2 separate regions of the Mus musculus genome follow, and region 2 is linked to region 1. A link is a contact called in public promoter capture Hi-C data. All regions are on one chromosome and are shown on one strand. The core of a region is the stretch at or near the end of the contact, and the rest is flanking DNA. Distances in the headings are between cores, read along the strand shown.

Region 1 (4,442 bases), core at 594-3,093:
TTTTCGCAGCATCATTAGTTTCTGTGGGATGGGAAGGGGAAGCTCAGACTAAGGAGTGATCATCTGCTATGTGACCAAGTGAATTTGGTGTCATTAAAGAAAGTTATGCACATACCTTGAAAATAAAATTATGACTTCTCACTAGAAATGCTCAATTGAAGTAAGAAACAAATTTGATTTTAAGTGATGAGCCTCTTACTAAGAGTTGATAACTTATGCATTTATATAGCCTCATAGAAAGGCCTTATATAAAAGTTTCTTGATTGAAAAACCTTATACTGCATAGCCATGATTAAGCTAAGGAAAAAAAAATCTGTGAAGCATCAAACATGAAATGTCTCTGTAGTTTTGTTTGCTGTACAAATTGTGCCAGCATTTTTGTGGGCATATGTTTGTTTTGCGAAAATGTATGTATACATTTTTCACGTGTGTGGGGGTGTAGCAAAACAGTGTTCAAATATCTTATTTTATTGTAGTTTGTGGTGCACATAAATTGGTGACATATTACAACAATAATGTCTTTAAAAGATAATGAACAAATCCATCAGATAAATAAGAACTGCTCAGAACAAGACTTTCAACAGCCAACATATGGCTCCTTGGTTTATAGATATCTTTGAGAAACACTGTCACTGTAGAACAACAATATGTATCCCTTATTTTCAAGATGATTTTTTTTACAATGCCACTGCTCTCTCTGTTTTTTTTTTTAATTCTCATTATATCTTTGCCATAATATTTGTCATTCTGTGACTGCCTCTCAGAGGACATAGTCAGGATGCTGACTACCTAAACTGTAGTCGTTTTCATTGGGAGAAACAAGAATTATGAACTACAACGTCCCCCCAAACCTCCAATGTTATAGCATCATGTTAACATTGGAGCCATATAGAGTGACTAATCTCAGAACTCTGCAAAGTTTTGCTCCCAAGCCATCAAGTTCTGAAACTTTCATAAAGTATTAAAAGATCCTTATCATAACAGGCTTAGCTGCTGTGAATGGAGAGAAAAGGCGATTCTGCAAGCTATTATCTGTAAGCTGGGTGCAACCAAAATGTCAGATGAAATTTGGTGCACCCATTTGACCTCTACTCTAGTGTTTCTCTCATTATGAAAGCCCTTCCCAAGAAAGTTTTATAACCGTTCCTTTAAATTATCTGTAGATACTGCAAACCCCACCCCTCAGCCTTTGGAGGAAAAAAAAATTGCAGTGCACATCTTCTGATCTGCCGTTACTGGAAGGGTGTGTAGCTATCGGAAAGTACTAGAATTAGCACTGTCATCCAGTCTTGCCCGTTAGTTTTACTGCAGCAAAGACTAGTGAAACACTAAAAAAATATACCTGTCATCTTACTTTGCCTGGTTTGATCCTGCCTCCCCCGATAGAGACTCAAGTCATTTTTCTCTCACGGGGAATAAACATATTTTAAGCATCAGCTTCATAAAAACACAGCATCAATGAAACAGTCACTCCCCCCCACCACCACCAAACACACAAACCCAGCGTTTACCTGTTTTACTAATACAAAGAGATTGAAAGCAAGAAAAGCTGCAGCTTGCCCAGCAAAATTCTCATTGCAGCAGACAGCGCAATTCTGTACTTACGGATCTTACCAGGGAAATGTCTCGGGATCTTTACAATTTTTCTGCAGAACTCTGTCTGGAGTCCTCAGTCAGGCATGCTGTGCATCCAGGCAGAACCAAGCCGTATGGAATGTCTATGCAGCTGGGAGATAATGGGACTCTTTTTCCCAGCTGGGACTGCAAGCCTTTTATCCACTGAGTATTGCGTGGCTCCTCTCTGGTCTTAAGCATGAAATACGCTCCTCTCCTGCTGCATTCCTGACGGAACCTAGACAATTAGTTCTTGAGGCACATGTGCAAAGCTCCCGTTTGGAATATTCAAAGGGAAAATTCTCTGCACACTGAAAGGCAGTTCTGTCTTCCTCACCCTTCACAGACTCAGGCAGCTGGGAGCAGCTGCCATTCCAGTGGCATAAAAGATTAAATTCACCCCCCTCATTCTTTGACTAGATATAGTCACTCCTGTTGGGTCATCAGAAAATCGCTCTTATTGAAAACTGGGTCAGACTAACTACTTATTAGGTATCCAACAGGAAAGGAAGTAGTTTTTTATTTTTTTTCTTCCTCTGCATTGTCATTTACAAGCAAGGATTAAGCCGGTCAAGGGTCTGTACAGATTTAGACTGTGTTCAAATGTAAGCTTTCTGAAGCATGCCAGCAGCTCCTGGTGCTAGTTAAAGTGATGAGAAGGGGGACATAAAATCAAAGGGCTATCACTATACCCTTCCAAATGAAAAACTAATGTGCATTAGGCTTCTTAAAGATGGCAAATGACATAAAGTAGACTCAAATAGTCCAGAGAAACAGTGTTGTTCTCAGAAACAGTTTGTTTACAGTTTCCTGGATCAAGAAGGAGTTTGCAGGTGTTTGTGTTATAGCTCTGCCTTTTTATTTTTTTTCTTCCTTGTTTTTAAAAAAATACTTTTTGTGTTTCACATGGAGCTCTCTGACTAAACTTTTTCATATGTCTGTGTCAAGGCATGTTTTTTGAAGAGACTAACAGCTTGAAAAATAACACACACACATAGAGCGCATGCATATACATAGAGATCCTAATGTGTCCAAACATGCCTAAAACATGAGAACATTTTCAGGTCCTGACACAAAGACATATTCTTTTTTTTTACTTTTTTTATTAGGTATTTTCTTCATTTACATTTCCAATGTTATCCCAAAAGTCCCCCATACCCTCCCTGCCACTCCGCTACCCACCCACTCCCACTTCTTGGCCCTGGCGTTTCCCTATACTGAGGCATATATAGTTTGCAAGACCGATGGGCCTCTCTTTCCAGTGATGGCCGACTAGGCCATCTTCTGATACATATGCAGCTAGAGTCACGAGCTCTGGGGGTACTGGTTAGTTCATATTGTTGTTCCACCTATAGGGTTGCAGATTCCTTTAGCTCCTTGGGTACTTTCTCTGGCTCTTCCATTGAGGGCCCTGTGATCCATCCTATAGATGACTGTGAGCATCCACTTCTGTGTTTGCTAGGCCCCACTGAAAGTTTAAATAAAAGGATATGGATACTAGGAAAACTACAACCACAAATCCAATGAACTTCTGTCGAAAGGTAACTTTGTTTTATTCTGTAATCCGTTTTTACAGTCCAGTCTTCACCTCCATTCTGGTATGCCACACCCTCCCCCCCAAAAACCTCTCTCCATCCTGTACCTTCACCCCTGTCTCCAAGAGAATGTCCCCACCCCCTTCCCCTAACTCACCAGATCTGCCCACTCCCTGAGGCCTCAAGTCTCTCGAGGGGTAGGTACATATTTTCTCACTGAGGCCAGACTGGGCAGTCCTCTGCCATATGTGCTGGGGGCCACATATCAGCTGGTATATGCAGCCTGGTTGGTGGCTCAGTGTCTGGAGATCTCAGGGGTCCGGGTCAGTTGAGTCTGCTGGACTTCCTATGGGTCACCCTCCTCCTCAGCTTCTTACAGCTTTTCCCTAATTCAACCACAGGGGTCCCAACTTCTGTCAATTGGTTAGATGTTAGTATCTGCATCTAACTCTTAGTTACTTGTTGGGCCTTTTGGAGGGAAGCCATGGTAGTCTCCCATCTGCAAGCATACCACAGCATCAATCAGGCCCTGGGACCTCCGCTTGAGGTGGATCTCAATTTGTGCCTGTAACTGAACCTCTTTTCTCTTTTGCTCTTCTCCATTTTTGTCCCTGCAGTTCCTTTAGACTAGAACAATTCTGGGTCAGAGCTTTTGACTATGGGTCCAACACCATCCCTCCAATTTTAACCTGACTTGGATTTGTCTGTTAAGCAAGGTCTGTACAACTGGATGTTCTGACACCCATGGACTGCATTTCTCTTTGACTTAGTCTATCCAGCAACTCATCTGTCCATATAGGTAAACTCTATCACCAAGAGGTTCATAGCGAAGATGATTCTTTTTGGTTGTTGTTGGTTTTATTTTATTTTTTAGTTAACACGGGGTTTCATGATGACAGTCTAGCCTCTAACTCTAGTCTCTCAAGTGTTGGGAGTCTGTGTGCTCACCACCATTTTATACTACTATGATTGATCTTTCTTAATACATAATTTTTTTTCTCCAACTGATGGTAGGACCAATTTGAGGAAAGGTTTATTGCAATATATTATCTTAAAATAAAGTCTAAATATTACCTTAAACTTTAACTTTGTAGGCATGAAAACAAAATTTTAACTTATCTTTGTTATGGATATATGAGAAAAAAGTCATTTTATAGCACATAATTTTTTTTTCAAGAGGTGGAATTCACTTGGTATAAGTAATAGCCCCTTTCTCCAGCCTCTGACAACTCCCTCAAGCTCCGAGACAGTGGACTATCTTTTTTATTTCTTTTAATGTTCTTAAGGAAGAAA
Region 2 (4,442 bases), core at 990-3,489, 610 kb before region 1:
AATTCAGAAATGTTCAGAGTGCTCAATGGCTGTGTGATGACTTGTCTTTGAATGAGTTTCACAAATGAACCATGGGGCATTTTGTAATGTAATGATAAATTCTGAAGATATTGCCTTCCAAGCTTAATGCTATCAGTGCTTAGATGGAAAATCAGAAATAATTCATCACAATGCACCAATGAGGTGAACAACTCTATTATAAGTCATAAATATAAAAAGGTTTCCCCATCTAGATGAATCTAGTTGTTTTCCAGCATGCAGGGGGACAGAACTGATTGCACAATGTGCCTGACTGTCAGAGGAAAGTAAGATAGCTGTAGTTTTGTGTTTCAGTCTTTCCTTTCCTAAAGTTCCTATTCAACTTTACTAACACAAGGTAAATAGTAATTTTGATAGTATATTTTCTTTTCAATCAAACTGTAACAAAGTAAAATACAACCATATCATGTAATTCAAACACACCAAAAGCCACCCAGCAATGCTTCAGTTACAATGCCACCACACCAAGTCTATCAGCAGGATATGTAATGGTTTCAAATACTTATCTCTCCAACAAGGACTTAGCTAACAAGGTAAAAGACAAAATAAATTCAGGGCCAGAGGGGTGGTTTACTCTGTTATGGCTCCAGCCTAGCAACCTGAGTTGGAGTTGGATCCCTAGGATACACATGGTAGAGAGAACAAATCTCACACCTGATCTCTGACCAACACATTCATGCCATAGCACATGTAGACACTGCCAAACACAATCAAAATAACAATAAATATGATGCAAATTTTAAAAATTTGAATTTACAATGTACATGCACAGACTGGTCACAACTTAAACAATACTCTCCATGCTTTGGAGTCTTCTTTGAAGATTGGGAATTTTGTTTTTACTTATTCTTACAAATAAGCAAATCCAAAGATGATTTTTTACATATAGGTAACCAGTAATTTAAAATAAAGAAAGGAAAACATCACACATTTGACCAAAATAACTTAAAATATACATTTGAAATAAATAACATTTCAGAACAGCATTTGCTTGATGTGCTGACCTGCAATAGCAGAAGGACTCTCCAAATAAGAGTTCAAGGTGAGCCATGTCCATTCTGGTCAGACCGAGGATGGTGGGAAAGGTTCATTCTTGAAACTGGGAAATATAACTCTATACAGGTAATGTGGGGAAAGTTCACCACAGCTAAGGTAGCTCCCCACAGCAGAGAGACAAAAAGCAACAAACAGAACTCTTAAGATACATGCATGACAAAATTAATCCATGGGAAGCAACACATGATAATTTGGGCAGAAAAGTAAGAGAAGCCAGTAGATGTCTTGGCATGGCATGAGGAAACATCCTGGTGTTCAAATGAATGGATTTGGCAAAAATACTTGGTTAGTGAACAGAAAAATAACAAATTATGAGATCAGGAAAAAAAGGAGCCAAAATAATTCCAGAGATAATTATAATACTACAAAATGATTTCCCATACAGGGATGGACACATAATGTATAGATACAATGATATTAAAATGAGTACATTGGAAAGGTAGCGTGAGGAAGTTCCCTGGCTTCATTTGCTGACTTAGAAACAGACAGAAGCTGACCAGTCTGCAACATGGAGTAGAGAATTTGAGGGGCATATGGAAATATTTAAAGTGGTTTGGAAATTATAAACTTAAAAAAAACATGGTTACTATTATCATATCATAATCATATGGCATATGGGCAGACAGTACTCACTGCAGAATAAAATATTCTGGTAAATTGCTTCAGAATGGTAGTAGGATAAGCATCAAACAAAATTAGCAGTTTTTTATATTTCTTTAAAAAACACATATATGCCAAACATATTTTTATTCCAAATCAAATCAAATGCAGCAGGAAAATTCCTTAGCCCTTTACTGCTCTTAGATTGAATTGTAAGGTTGGTGTAACAGGATTGAGATGTCCAGAAAGTTTGCTGTTAACTTTTCTTCCTTTTAATTCTACCTGAAAAAATTCCTCCTAATAAATGGGTGCTACAGCTGAGTTTTTCTGAGATGTATATACTGAAACTTTATCTTAACATTTATGTTCTCTTCTTTTTAAGGATGTGTTCCTTGGCCAGTCCTGCAGGACAGAAACAACAATTAACTGTGAACTTTCATGGGTACAGTTTCCCTTTGGAGTTAAGGTAGACAAACAGGAAAGGTGGGGTGATCACTCTCAGCTTCTCCCATGAACCATTGCTGACTTCAGAGCATCAGACACTTCCTGTCTCTGTTAATGAGCTGAGCCTTGCAGCTGCATATGGGTATGTTCATAAAAACAAGAGCTCTATTGGGCTCAAATTGGCCCCCAATTTTCTCTAATATTTTCTGTTTCTTATCGTTATGACTAAATAACGATGGTAAAACTAATGGTGCCATTCCCCAGTAATTGGGAACTGAGGCTGTTTAGCAGTGACAAAGTATATGCTCAGCACAGTTAATGGGCCAAGAAGGACGTCCCACTGGGGAGTTTGCCCACAGAGGAGGAAGACTGAACACTTAGAAGGTAGGACAGTGTTCATAAAATGGAGTGTCAGAAAATCCCGTTTACAAACATTTGTCAACTGCTGTCTCCTCCTAGGGAATGTAGAAGAGGCATCTAGGTTTTAATAGTTGTCTGGGCTGGTGACAGGGCTCAGTGAGTAAAAGTGCTTGCCTCTGAACCTGAGCACTTTAGATCAACTCTTGAATTGCAAACAATGAGAGGAAGATAGCTCAATCTTGAAAGCTATTCTCTGACCTCCATATACATGCATCTGAGCTCCTACACACACACACACATACACATGTGCACTCCCTCTACCCCAGCATAGAGAGATGTAGACAGACAGACAGATAGAAAGAAAGACAGAATGATAGATACATAGACAGAAAGACAGATGGGAAGAAGCTGGAGTGATGGCCCAGTGGTTGAGTATTTTCTTTTGATGCCCAGCATAGGGAGATGCTGGAGGGGAAGAGGGTGGGTGGGTGGGTGAGCGTCTTCATAGAGGCAAAGGGGAGGGAGGAGAGGGAGGTTGTGGGGTGGGGAGCTTGTGGAGGGTAACTGGGAAGTGGGCTATCATTTGAGATGTAAACAAATGAAATGATTAGTATAAAAAAATGAATATGTTCTTGTTTACACTAAGTACCCAACTTCAATTGTCCAAAGCCCACAACTATCTTTGCTCTAGTAAAAGTGACTTCACTCGCTTTTCTGGGCTCCTCAGATATCAGGCATCAGCCTCATTCATAGTACACTTACACACATATAGGAAAACATTACCACAAATTAAAAAAGACTTTAAAAACTAAATTAAAAAGATGTAAGATAAGAAAGTTACCTTTGTATAGGGAGGACTCCTGATTTTAATGTGACTTGAAACATGTATGTTTTACTTTATTTTTGTGGTGTGTGTTTTAATGCCCAGCTTTATTTATGAGCTATTGGATGACTGAGTTCATACTAGCTCAAATTAGTATTCTTATATCATTTATATAAAAAAAAATCACAACTAGCTGAGCATCTTAGCTCACATCTGTATTCTCAGGATTTGGAAATCTGTGGCAAGAGTATCACAAATTTTAGGTCATACGGTGCCAAGCAATGAGTTCCAAATCAGGCTTGGCTAGAGTGTCAAAAAATTAAATTAAACAGTAATATTTTCACCCACGAATATTCTTTAACTTAGGATAGTATGATAAACTGAAATTATATATATATAATATATATATATATATATATATAAATTATATATATATATATATATATATTGTTGATTTTAAAAGGTATTCTCCTTAGATGAGTTTCTCTCCACCTTTCTCCCCTTTCTCCCTTCCTTTCTTCTGCCCTATTCCAGTTTAGTTTCTTGTCAACTTCACACAAACTAAAATCATTATCCTGGAAAAGGGAATCTTAAGTAAGGAATAGCGTAATGTCTATAATGTAAGCCTAGAAGGCATTTTCTCAATTAGTTATTGATGTGGGGTGTCTTAGCCCATGATATGAGGTGCCACCACTGGTGAACCTGGTTAATATGAGAAAGCGGTTCCATAGAAAGCATGGATCAATTACTCCTGCCTCTATTTCTGTTGAAGCTACTACCATGACTTCCTTCAATAATCTACTGTGTACAGAATCTGTAAACCACATAATCCCTTCCCCTCCCAAATCGTTTTTGGTCACAGTAACAGACACCAAAACAGAATATTCTTTTACTCTCCTCTAAACAAAACATATTTTTTTCATACCAGATGAGAAACGATTTGACCCTAGTGCTGATGAAATATTAGCATCTTTTAGATAATAGCAGAATCAGTATTTAATTGTTGGGTATTTCCTTTCAGCATTCTGTTAAACACTTTACATAGTTATTACATTCTATTTCCTCCTCACTGTAATCCCATGAATTGTCTAGAATGATCTCTCTGCCCCCCCCCCTTTTT

Evidence for each region. Promoter capture Hi-C pulls out the DNA fragments that hold promoters and counts their contacts.
Region 2: a promoter capture Hi-C map of second pharyngeal arch cranial neural crest shows a contact between it and region 1, with 2.5 times the contacts expected there. The contact joins the enhancer-like site here to the promoter of Cntn6 in region 1. A contact is called at or near these places in 9 of 39 promoter capture datasets (embryonic stem cells, frontonasal cranial neural crest, hippocampal neurons and 4 more) and 3 of 484 Hi-C or Micro-C datasets (cerebellar granule neurons, embryonic stem cells and uterus).

The regions. Positions count from the first base shown.
Region 1 is chr6:104,490,445-104,494,886 of GRCm38.p6, reverse strand. It overlaps Cntn6 (contactin 6), which reads right to left and starts at 1,843. Exons shown (of 23, transcript NM_017383.3): 1 at 1,615-1,843.
Region 2 is chr6:105,100,063-105,104,504 of GRCm38.p6, reverse strand. No RefSeq gene overlaps it. Among named protein-coding and RNA genes, the nearest start is that of Gm23339, 130 kb to the left of the region's middle. Within about 2 kb of position 2,239, at least 3 of the 459 cell types and tissues checked have an H3K27ac peak or open chromatin away from gene starts, as enhancers often do. A contact at or near this core is called in second pharyngeal arch cranial neural crest, where this site is marked.